Linked DNA regions of Sus scrofa: regions 2 and 3 are each linked to region 1. Evidence: chromatin contacts called from public HiChIP or PLAC-seq data. All regions are on one chromosome and are shown on one strand. Each heading gives the region's core, a stretch centred on a gene start, on an enhancer-like site or on the middle of the called end of the contact. The rest is flanking DNA. Distances are from core to core; before and after follow the strand shown. Region 1 has its middle 220 kb from the start of NR3C1. Region 2 overlaps ARHGAP26 (rho GTPase-activating protein 26). Region 3 overlaps ARHGAP26 (rho GTPase-activating protein 26).

The links. HiChIP or PLAC-seq counts read pairs in DNA pulled down with a chosen protein or histone mark.
Region 2: an H3K27ac HiChIP or PLAC-seq map of alveolar macrophages shows a contact between it and region 1. The contact joins two enhancer-like sites. A contact is called at or near these places in 2 of 2 datasets of contacts at active chromatin or transcription factors (alveolar macrophages and skeletal muscle).
Region 3: a contact with region 1 is called in an H3K27ac HiChIP or PLAC-seq map of alveolar macrophages. The contact joins two enhancer-like sites. A contact is called at or near these places in 1 of 47 Hi-C or Micro-C datasets (epiblast stem cells) and 1 of 2 datasets of contacts at active chromatin or transcription factors (alveolar macrophages).

What each region holds. Positions count from the first base shown.
Region 1 is chr2:145,142,987-145,146,963 of Sscrofa11.1, reverse strand. No RefSeq gene overlaps it. Among named protein-coding and RNA genes, the nearest start is that of NR3C1, 220 kb to the right of the region's middle. Within about 2 kb of position 2,148, at least 13 of the 83 cell types and tissues checked have an H3K27ac peak or open chromatin away from gene starts, as enhancers often do. A contact at or near this core is called in alveolar macrophages, where this site is marked.
Region 2 is chr2:144,508,942-144,512,918 of Sscrofa11.1, reverse strand. The region is part of intron 11 of ARHGAP26 (rho GTPase-activating protein 26); the gene reads right to left. Among named protein-coding and RNA genes, the nearest start is that of ARHGAP26, 210 kb to the right of the region's middle. Within about 2 kb of position 1,993, at least 7 of the 83 cell types and tissues checked have an H3K27ac peak or open chromatin away from gene starts, as enhancers often do. A contact at or near this core is called in alveolar macrophages, where this site is marked.
Region 3 is chr2:144,568,698-144,572,674 of Sscrofa11.1, reverse strand. All of the region lies in intron 12 of ARHGAP26 (rho GTPase-activating protein 26), which reads right to left. Among named protein-coding and RNA genes, the nearest start is that of ARHGAP26, 270 kb to the right of the region's middle. Within about 2 kb of position 2,199, at least 14 of the 83 cell types and tissues checked have an H3K27ac peak or open chromatin away from gene starts, as enhancers often do. A contact at or near this core is called in alveolar macrophages, where this site is marked.

The DNA of each region.
Region 1 (3,977 bases), core at 899-3,398:
TTTTCTTTAACTTGAAACCAGGATGTCCAAAGCATTATGTTTTCATTCTGTTGAATTGGAAGGGGGGCACGAATGGCTTCCAAACTCTCCATGAGGCTTATCTAGTTTTAACTAAATTTGATTTATCATGATCATGGCTTAGGCATATGAAGTGAAGAGTAAAAACCTCCCATCTATCCTCAGTCCCTAAAAAAGTACGATTAATAAGTATTTTATCTGTCTCCTAAGAAATTGTTGATAAATATACAGGCAGATTTATTTATATCTGCTTTCCATAAATGGAATCATTTTATAAATGTCCTGAAGCTTGTTTTTTTTAGAGGAATAACACCTAGGAGATATTCCAAAATCCAAAAATATAGATATTATTTATAAGGGCTACATGATATCTCATTGTACGGAAATTCTGTAATGCATTAAACAAATCCCCTAGGATTTAGGTTGTTTTTAGTTCTCTAGAATTACAATCAATGCAGCAATGTCTTCCCCGTGTATCTTTGAGTACTTGTGTGAGTCTCTTTGCAGTATAAATCCTTAAATTATAATTGCCAGGGCCTATGATTTAGGCATTTTATGGGTCAATAAATATTACTTAGTTGGCTCGCCTTTCATGAGTCTTTGAAGAAAGGACTTTCATGAGTCCCGTAAGCAGGGCCAGAAAAGGTGTGGACTAGTGAGTCAGACGAAGCACCTAACACTGAAGTGTGAAAGGGAGCATGGTTTTGTGTGACAGAGGCCAAAAGATGCTCGATTCCTCCTCACCTGCCATAACCAAGGTCACTGAGTTCTTAATGGACCATACTGAGTTGCCATGATACAGATTCAGATTCACCCGTATCCCGCCTGATGGATTGAGATGTGACACCTAAAGCCCAGATTGTCGTGGTTGAGAAACACGAACTCAGCAGATCCTTGGAGAAGAGAACTCCCCCTCTAAGCCACTACCTATTTCCAATAGTGCTGAACAAGAGAGGAATGACAGCATTCTCCGCTATCTCAAGATTTATATGGCGCTCAGTGGTTTATAAAGCACATTTTAGTCTTTATAGGACTCTGGAGTAGCTATGACTGTAATACGCATTTTACAGACAATGAAACAAAAGACCAAAAATATTTGGTGACTTTCCCTCAATAATAGAACCAGTCAGTTTTAGAGTCTGAATTCAACCCAAGGGCTTCTGATGACAAAACAGGCTACATTTAAGCTGCACCACTTAACTGAAATAGCTGCTTTTGACCCCCTAAACAAACCGTTTGTTTGTAGCTAGTTCAAGGCATTTGTTAAAGGATAATTAGCTTTTCAATTAGGCATTTGGGAGCCATGGAAACACAGCTCCAGGGATTCAGCAGGGACCTTTTAGGATTTGAATCTCAAGGTTTCCCTCTCAGGTTATTGGGTCAAAACCTACCACATGTTAGAAAAGATTGAAATCCACTTAGCAGAGAGTTTATTGAGCATGAGCTCTTAGGAAAGAGATGACTAAATACTTCTGATAATTAGTCAAAAAGTCCTAAATTAGCAAAGCTTTCTGAGAAATTTTGACATGTTAGGAAACTCTTAGAATTATCAAACTGGTTTTCTGCAGCCTCACTGTCTCCCTGCACACACACACACATACACACACACACACACACACACACAAAAGCTACCAAAGGTCATTCTTAAATTTCCTTGCGGTTTGAGTTCCATTGCCAAATCAACAGCAGAAAATGTTGGCGCACAAGGGCACACCACTCTCTGTGTCCGGTTGCCGTGGGTCCCTGTTGGGAAAGACAGTTCCCTCAAGTGCCTGGGGCTTTGCCTTGCAATCAGGAGTGTTAAAAATAGATGTGTACACGCAGGGGAACAACCATGGGAAGTGGGTTTTTGGCATTTCCTTTGGTCATATGTGCATCTGTTACCCGCCAACTGATTTCTAGAATGTGATTACGGATAGCTTACAGTAACAATTTCTATACCAAATACCTAACTAATAAAAACATGTGACTCTTCAGGGGTACAGAAGCCAAGTCCAGTGACAAACGGAGAAGGCAATCCAGCTGATTCAGACCTTGGACTAAACAAATCAGCATAAATTATGGGCTGAAATATTCATGGTGTTGACCTCCTTCCCTTCTGTGATTCATAATTTCAGTGCTTCCCATCAATGATCTCATTCAGAACTGCAGATTGAAGTACCATCACATGCTGATGACCACAGCTCCCCTAGCGCTAGACCTCTCCACCGAGCTCCAATCTTGCGTAGCCAACATCTCCAAATGACCAGCATATGAGTGCCTGAGACTGGAACAAAGCAAAACTTTGTGGAAGTTTCCCCCAAATGAGTAAATGGCACCATCATTCACCCAGTTGCCCAAACCACCCTTAGGAATCAGCATTGATTCCACTTTTTCCCTGTCTGTTTCACCAGCAGGGACCTCCATCTTCCCCTGACCACAGCTGCTTTTCTAGTCCACACCTTCTCCATTTCTCCCCTGCACCACCAAAACATGCTTGCTTTTGCTGCCCATTCTCAGCAACCCACCCTGCTGCTGGCGCCCCTGCTAAATTCCCCCCTGCTAAACCCTCCACAGTCTTCCCATCACACTCATGATGAGGTATGGATGCCTTATCCTACAGGATCCAGGGCCGCCCCACCTGTCTGACTGATGTCCTTCTATCCCATGGACACTCCATATGCTCCTGTGTTACTGTCTCCATTCCTCAAACATATGAAGCTCATCCCTTCAAGCCTTTCCCTCCTCCTCTTCCTGGAATGCTCTCCACTCAGATCCTCACAGGATTGGTTCCTGTTGTCACTGGGGTCTCAGTTCATCCTCCAGACCTCCCCTGAGCACCCAGTTCTGTGTGACCCCTTCCACCCCTCAGCCACGAGCACACGTATCACCTCGCCGTCTTTTATTTTCCACTTGGTTCCCATCACTCCCCGGTATTATATTTTATACTTTTTCATGTTAGCACTCCTCCATTAGAAGGTGAATGAATTCTCTGAGGATCAGCACCTTGTCTAACTTCTCACTGCGTTCCCAAAGCCTGGCCAAGTTGAATGAATCCTTGCCTGATTGGGTTGATGGGGCCAAAGGCTGGTGTCATGGTTAACCCAGATGGAGCAAGGCAGCATTACTCCCAATGATAAGTGTCATTGTGTGTGCAGCCTCTGCCTCATGTAGGAATTTCTTCTGGAGGAGAAATGAAGGTTCCAGCCAGGACCACCTAACTCGGTGGGGGCAGTTTGTCACAAACTGAATCCTGCTTCATGTTCCCAGATACAAAGAGAACCAGAAAGTTTGTGACAGATTCATGTTTTCATTTACTCTGCAAATATTTATTGAGAGTATACTACATGGAGAAACTGGCGTAGTGACTGCTCAGTGGTGGAGGAGACGGAAGTAGTCTCTGGTTTCGTAGAACTCATAGTCTAGTGGGGGAGACATGGTTAACGATTAACTACACAAATAAATGGTGGGTTATTTTGTGATGGGAGCTAGGAGGAAAGCACAGGAGGCTATGTCAGGGAGACCTCTGTGCCAAAGATATTCAGATAAAGGGTCTCTGAGAAACCATCACACAAGGTCGGCACTGAGGCAGGCTGGCAGAAGGAAGCACCACCACCAGGCCAATCCTGCCTTGCTCCCCTTCTCTTTCCCTCCACTGTCATTCCATTTACTAGAAAGGAGGCACACGCAGCACAAGGCTGGGTGACCCTACTGCCTCCAACCATTGGTCTTGAGCCAGCTGATCAGTGATGTGCTCACCTTTGGTCCTTCCTCCTACTCACGAAAAATCAGGATGTAGCCAAGAGCTCACCTGGGCAGGAACAGTACCACATGACTGCCAGCACTGGGACTTCATCAGCATGCTCGATGGCTGGCACCGAGAGCTTTGTGTGTACCAGCCGGCATTCTAAGCATTTCCTCTCCCGATGGCCTTCTGTCTTCACTGCTCTTGTGGTAACTACAAGCATGCATTCCCTTTA
Region 2 (3,977 bases), core at 744-3,243, 630 kb after region 1:
ACATCTCTGCCAAGAAATGGAAAAATGGGGTCTACGGACAGCAGAGAGAAGCCCGTGACCTTTGAAGGAAGGGAGAAACAACACACCACTATTTGCAGCAGCCTCTAACTGAAATTTAGTTAGCACTGCCTTCAAATAGGAGCACAGGCAGCCACCACACTAGTGTTAGCAGGATCGGTGGCTTTGTCACAAAGAGAAATCACAGCTATTTCCCTGGAATGCTACGGTCATCGCAGGTAACCTGAAATAGCATTTACAGGCGTTATCAGACCTACCTGGTACCTTATTATTTAATGTGGTAGGAAAGAAGCATATATTCACTGTATCACAAATGGTTTTACCACTTTGATAACAATCTTTCTGTATTTTTTCCTTTAGACCTTTAAAAACGGTTCTGTGAGACAGGATCTAAGGGCTCTCCCTGACTGCCAAGTGAATCCACAGCACAAAAATGATTCAGAGTCACTCAGCTCAATTCTGGTACAAGTAGGGCGATATGTATCTAAAGGAAAGCTACGATCAAGGAATTCGGATGATTTCAAGTCTCCCCACACAGTCTCAGGTGATGGAGGCAACCCGATTCTCTGACAAAATAGCCTCAGTTGGCCTCAACCCTTCCCCTCGTTTTGACCCTAGCGGTTCACCAAGTATCCGCTGAGCGCTTTCCTGCGCCAACTGCTGTGCTAGAAACTGGGGAAACCACAGCAAACAAAGCAAATTTCTATGAACTTGGCACATTCTCCTCTTGGTATCCTCACTGTCCATCAAAGGAACCGACAGACAGTCCATAAGTGGGTGCCCCATGCAGAAACAATGCTGAAGACCTGAATCAACACCGCAGTGTGTTATCAAGTCTCAAAGCTCAAGCGAAAATCTGGTTATCCCCGTGACCGGTTCATCAACTCTCCCGCCGAAAACGATTTCACCTGACCTCCTCCTTTCTCCCAACCTGTAGCTCAGGCTCCTCAATCAACAATTATCTGATTTCATGAGAAGTTGTTCTTCTAAAGAACACTTAACCCGAGGGAACAAGGACAAAAGTGAGTATTATTAAATTTCTTCTAAGACTTGAACACACTGGTGTAATTATCATGTGTAGGGTTATGAATTCTGCCTCTATAAACACATGGAAAGCCCGGGTGGCTTAGAGGTTAAGGACGCGGCGTTGTCACGACCGTGACTCGGGTTTGATCCCTGGGCCGGGAACTGCTGGATGCCATCGAAAAGATAAACAGACATCAACTAAATAAATAATTAAAAAATAAATACGAACACTCACATGAGTCAAAGACGAAGCCTGCAACCAGCTTCTTGACCCAGCAGAAGACAAAGAAACACAAATTACACAGATGTGTCATCCACTTCCCAGCAGTCCTGGCTGCGGGGTGTCGGCTCAGATGCTGCACTCCCACTTTTTTTTTTTTTTTTGTCTTTTGTCTTTTTAGGGCCATACCTGCAGCATATGGAGGTTCCCAGGTTAGGCGTCTAATCGGAGCTGTTGCTGCCGGCCTATGCCAGAGCCACAGCAATGCCAGATCTGAGCCGCATCTGCAACCTACACCACAGCTCACGGCAACACCAGATCCTTAACCCACTGAGCGAGGCCAGAGATCGAATCAGCTACCTCCTGGTTCCTAGTCAGATTCGTTTCCGCTGCGCCACGACGGGAACTCCCTGCACTCTCACTTTCAGAGGCTGCATCAGTTCACACATTGTGACACTACAGAAACCTTTCGCAAAGTGAGCAGAAGGATCCTTCCAAGCCACCCTCCCCTCATAAGGCCGTGAGGGCTGCATCGCCACACAGGAGCTTGGCAATTTCACCCCACACCTTCTGAACCACCCGTACTCCTTTGATCGCTTATTTCACTAAGAAAGGAAAATGCCAGCATCACGGTTCTGTGGTGAGCTGAGCTGAGCAGACAGCTGGGACGACAAACTGCCAGGCCTGGAAGTAGCAAATGGAAGTAAAGATTGCTTCATGCTCCTCCAGCTCACAGCGTGAAAGTTCAGACAAACTGCTCAATGAAATCACATTTTCCACACTCGTAAAAGCAGTCCCTGCCCTGCGCCTCGGTGAGCTCTGGCAAACTGACCAAAGAAACTGCGCTCAAATGAGCCAAGTCGTTTAGAACCGGAGCTAGAAAGAGAATCCAGGTAACCCAGCATCCGCCCCTCCTCTGCAGAAAGAACTTTTTTTTTTTTTTTTGGTCTTTTTAGGGCTACACCCAAAGCACATGGAGGTTCCCAGACTAGGGGTCTAATCAGAGCTGTAGCTACCAGCCTACACCACAGCCACAGCCACGCCAGATCTGAGCCTCAACTGCATCCTACATCACAGCTCACGGCAACGCCAGATCCTTAACCTACTGAGTGAGGCCAGGGATCGAACCTGCATCCCCACGGATCCTAGTGGGGTTCGCTTCTGCGGAGCCACGACAGGAACTCCGAAAGAACTAACTTTTTATAAGCAAGTCACCTTGCAGAGGTCTTGTGCTTAATAAGCCCTTTACACATAGGCTGGTCCTTACAAAACAGTCTTAAAGAAAGTCACTATTATTATCCTCGTTTTGCAGGCAAAGAAGCATGCTCAGAGGGCCTAAGTCATTTCTGAGTGGTGAGACCTAGTAGTGCTGAGTAGGGATCTACACTCGGGCTGCCTGAGCCCACAATGATAAACCCCGTGACACTCTGCCTCTGACCATGGGACCTCGGCTGAACCCTCATCCATCCCTTACACGCAGAATCTAAAACAGGGCACCAAGGAACCTAACTACAAAAGAGAAACAGACTCACATGGAGAACAGACTTGTGGTTACCAAGGTGGATGGGGAAGGAGCGGGATGGGCTGGGAGGTGGGGCTCAGTAGATACAAACTATCACATCAAGCGTGGATAAGCAATGAGGTCCTGCCCTACAGCGCAGGGAGCCATAACCCATCTCTTCGGATAGACCATGATGGATGATAATATAGGCAAGGGAATGTGTATATATATATATATATGTGTGTGTGTGTGTATGACTGGGTCACTTTGCTGCACAGCAGAAACTGGCAGAACTCTATAAATCAACTGTAATTTTTTAAAAAGTCATCGACATTATTTTTTCCTTTAAAAAAGAGCTCGCATTTTCAGAAACCAGGTGCAAAACATAAGATGCAATGCAACTGCCCATTTGTTCCATGAGTTCTTAAGGAATGCGGGGGCTCCAACTAGGGCTTAGCCGAGAAGGTGAAAGATGCGAGTTCAGCCTCAAAGTCCACAGGACTGAAACAAAAGACTTCCAAGTGGAGACGAGCAGCAGGAAGCCACGCCGCCTCACCCTCTCACTGGAGGGGTGTTTTCTTCCCCAGTCTGCCCTCTTTTCCCTTCTTCCGCTTGCAGGAGCCCCAGCAGAGGAGTCCCACTCAAAAGGGAGGGTAGATGGCATATGCAACTACGGCTTGCAAATAATTCAGCCGTGTGTGGGCTGCAGTAAAAACATCACAGAGCTGGAAGCCAGGAGATCTGGATTATCGACCCAAGATCAACCACAGACTGGCCTTTTCAGGCTGCATTCCATCTTAGATAAATAAGGGTGTGACACTGGACTGGGTGTGGGCTCCTTTCTGCTCCACAGCTAGGATGTTGAGCCACAGGAAATCGCCAAAATCCAGCCCGTTCTGACTTACGCAAGTGGCAATTTCATGGTTTCAAACTAATTCGTGTATTTACACCTCATCTCTGAGGCCATACCACCTGTTTCTTCTCCTCCTAATCTAACTCCACATAATTCTGGCGTCTGCCAACCTTCAAACTTTCTGGCTGTCAAAAGAGATTCAAGTACTGGCTCGAGGTGTAGAAATACTTGACGAGAGAATCCTTGAATGTGGATGAAGCCTAATACCTCTAAAATAAGGAGGTAAGAGAAGCAAATCCAGACAAACACCCCTAATTACAGCTATGGGAATACAGAGGAACACAGTTTAAAGAGGAGGG
Region 3 (3,977 bases), core at 950-3,449, 570 kb after region 1:
TGGGAAAACCGGCTTTCCACGTGGATAAAAATAAAGCTGAATCTTCATGAAACACCATATATGGTGGTAGGTATCAGATGGATTCGAAACCTACCTGTGAAAGACAAAAATCATGAAGCCAACCAAAGAAAATGTGGGTGCAGAGCTTTGTGCCATGGGTCAGACCAAGAGGCCTTCTTTAAAACACAGCTCGACGATCATAAACCAGCGGGGAAATGTTTTCGAAGATTAAAAAGGCTTTATGATCAAGGGAGGAAGAGGTCACATATACTATTGTCAGATGGCAACACGGAAACATCTATTTAAAATAGCTGCAACTAACAAGGAATGAATCCTAGAGCACAAGGAACTTTACAAATCGGCAATGAAGAAGAGGTAACAGGCAATAGCAAAATGGGCAAAGGACACAAAGAGGCAGAAAATAGAAGCGGACACCCAGTAAACAGGCCTATGAAGAGATATTTAAACTCACTGATTATCAGAGAACTACAAATCAAGACAAGGATGAGCTATCCTTTTCTACCTACTAGACTGGCAAAAAAAAAAAAAGAGAGAGAGTTGGATAATGGCCAGAGTTAGCAGGAAGGGGGAACTCTTCCCGTGGGGCTGGAGGCCCCGGAGAGACGGCTCTAGGTCACGACCTGAGCACCTTCCCTCCAACGAAGCGGACACTACTCTCCTCCAGGGTAAACCCCGACAATACCGCAGCGACATCTGCGCCCATGCCCCCTCTGTGAGAACCTCCAGGGAAACACAACAAGGACTACAACCATTTACACGACAGAAAACCCCAGGTAGGACAGAATAATGTAAATCAACGATAATCAAAGAATTAACAAAACAAAACAAAAACAAAAACAAAAACCCACACAGGTAGGAGTTCCTGTTGTGGATCACGGGTTAAGAATCCATGTCTGTGAGGATGTGGGGTCAATCCCTGGCCTTGCTCAGTGGGTTAAGGAGCTGGCATTGCCGTGAGCTGTGGGGTAGGTCGCAGATGTGGCTTGGATTCGGTGTGGCTGTGGCTGTGGTGTAGGCTGGAAGCTGCAGCTCCGATTCAGACCCCTAGCCTAGGAACTTCCATATGCTGCAGGTGCAGCCATGAACAAAATGAAACAAACAAACAAACAACAACAACAACAACAAAACACCCCACAAGTACATGAAAGACATGAATTGGCAAGAGTACACGTTAAAAGTACACAATAGAACGGTGGACTGCGGGAGGACAGGAATAGGAGTTGGGAAAAGAACTAAAAGAGAAGTGAGTGAGTGACTTAAGGAGGAGCCTGTGAGGATCCCGTGCCACAAGCCAGGGAGCAAGACTAATTCTCTCTCTCTGGACCCGAGATCCAAAGAGAAGAGAGAAGAAAGCAAAGGGGAGAAAAGTCTCTGCAAAGAAATGTGCATGCATTTATCTGCTGTCATCCCCTCCTTGGCAACTGGGCCATTTGGAAAACACCAGCAGCTGCCAGCCATTAATTATGGCCCTGCCTGACATCCCACAGGCACTGTATGCCCTGAGAGAAACTTCAAGATAAAAGCAACAAATTCAGAACTGTCCCCGAAGGAATTCCCTCCTGCTACCTGTCACTTCAAAATATGCTGGTTCTGTGGTGAAATGCTGGCATTTGAGTTCTCACCAAACCATTTTCCAGAAAGGAAAAGGCCCAACATTTGGAATCTGGCTCTTAAAAGGTAACAGCACAGCATCCCACGTTTAAATTCATATCCTATAGACTTCTTACCTTTAAGTGTTTCAATTGCCTCATACACAGCTGCAAAACCACCAGAGCCTGGGCAACAGCGCCACCTGTGGCGGAGGAGCGCCACTGCGTGGGGTGCGGTGAAACTCACGTCACCTCGGCAGGAATTGGAAAGGGAACGGGCTTGGCAGCAGAGGGGAAACGAAGCTAAGGCTCGTGTGATGTCAAAAGAAGTCCTAACCCTAACCCTAACCGGAGCACTTCTCTGGTGTAGCCAGCTTGGAAATCAGTGAACAGAGCAGTTTCTAGAACAAGAGCACCCTAGAAAAATAATTTTTCTAAACTACTCCTGGAAAAGTGACCGGTATGTTTAACCCATCTGTCCTCTCCCGCTTCCCATATGAAAAGGTGAGCAGCTGAAGAATCAGTAGAGACTCAAGGCAGCCAACTCTGTCCCCTGTGAATAACAATGGCAAGAGCCACATGCTGCACGCGCCTTGTTTCCACAAACGGAACCTTCTGTGTTGTTCTTTTCCTAGGGAGGTAGAATATCCCTGTGGTTAACAGCAGAGTTAAATTAGAGCCAGGCAGAACTCAGATTAAATCACATCTCCTGCATTGACCAATCTCAATTTCCTAATCTACAAAGTAGGTCAAAAGCACCTCGCAGAGCAGTGCAAAAGCATCAGAGGAGCTAATGTGCATAAAAACCCTGAAACACAGTGAGGAGCCGGTAAGCGCTATCCATGAACAGCTATTATTGTAAAATACACTCGCTGTTGACAATGCAAAGCATAGAGAAATATTTCAAGGTGAAGGTCGGTGTCTCCCAGCAATCTACCCCCTGTGCTGATTAAGACTTTGACGAGGAAGCGTCTCCAGGACTGTGCCTCTCAATGTCTCTAGACAAGGCAAGTCATTTATTTTTATCCACACATGGTTCCACCACCTGAGTTTTAAAAACGTAAGGGAACAATATACGGAGGGCACCGTTTTGGCAAATATACCAAGATCTCGCCTGTTCTTTTTAGAGGGTCCATAGTGCTCTCTGCTATTTGTCATCAGTGTCTTATTAACCATTTAGACTGTCTCCGATTCTTTGCTATCGTGACCGATGCGCCAATGAACTTCTTTACAGAAATGTCTTTGCATTCCCATCTATCCGTCAGGACAAACTGCTGGGTCAAAGGATATTTACTTTTGAAAGGCTTTTAATACATAGTCCCCAGATACTTAATACATATTACGATATGGTAAAACCAGCTGGCATGCCCACCAGCAGAAGCACGGTCATCTTTTAAATCTACCGGTATGTATCTCAAGGAGGGAGAAGCAGATTCATAACGTCAAAAGTTACAGGCAAGGAGTTCCCGTCGTGGCACAGTGGTTAACGAATCTGACTAGGAACCATGAGGTTTCAGGTTCGATCCCTGGCCTTGCTCAGTGGGTTAAGGATCCAGCATTGCCGTGAGCTGTGGTGTAGGTGGCAGACGCGGCTCGGATCAGCGTTGCTGTGGCTCTGGTGTAGGTCGGCAGCTACAGCTCCTATTAGACCTCTAGCCTGGGAACCTCCATATGCCGCGGGAGCGGCCCTAGAAAAGGCAAAAAAAAAGTTACAGGCAAGCTTCAGGTCTGGGCAGGGGGTCTCCTTCGATGTGTCCCTGCCCCTCCCAGTTCCTAGGTCCTTTATTATAGAAATGTGTCCCAGAGCAGGGCAGGGCGTGGGCCTCTGTCCTCTCTTGTCCTGGTGGGTCCCGTGATGTCCCTTCTGTAATTCCATCTCCTGAGTCCTCTCGAAACCCTCAGTCGAGGTGTGCTGTCTTGCCCCAGGTGGGCTGAAGCTAGGCCACTTTGATGCGCTCTTTCCTGGGACTCTCAGAGAAGTGAGGCAAGGACTGACAAACTGTTTAAAAGCTTTCTCATCCTGCTTCTATTATCCAGAAGGCCCTTCCCCACTGGTCCCCGGGTCTCCAGAACTGGTCTGATTTCAAGCCTTGGTTCTTCCACTCTTCCCACCTTACTGCGGGTGGCGCTGCAGAGTTCTCTGCCCTTTCATTATTATTACTATTGTTTATGCGATTGTTATTTTAGGTCAAGTTAGCCCCGTATCAGATGGGCTTTCCGAAACAGGCCCATCTGAACGGGGGAGGAAGGACTTGTTTCCTTGAATATTTACTTGAAAAATTCTCCCTGGTTCAATGCGTGCGGGAAAAACAGAAGCAACAAAGAAACATGTTTTTCTTCTCCGAAAGGCCTCTTGGCCTACCAATA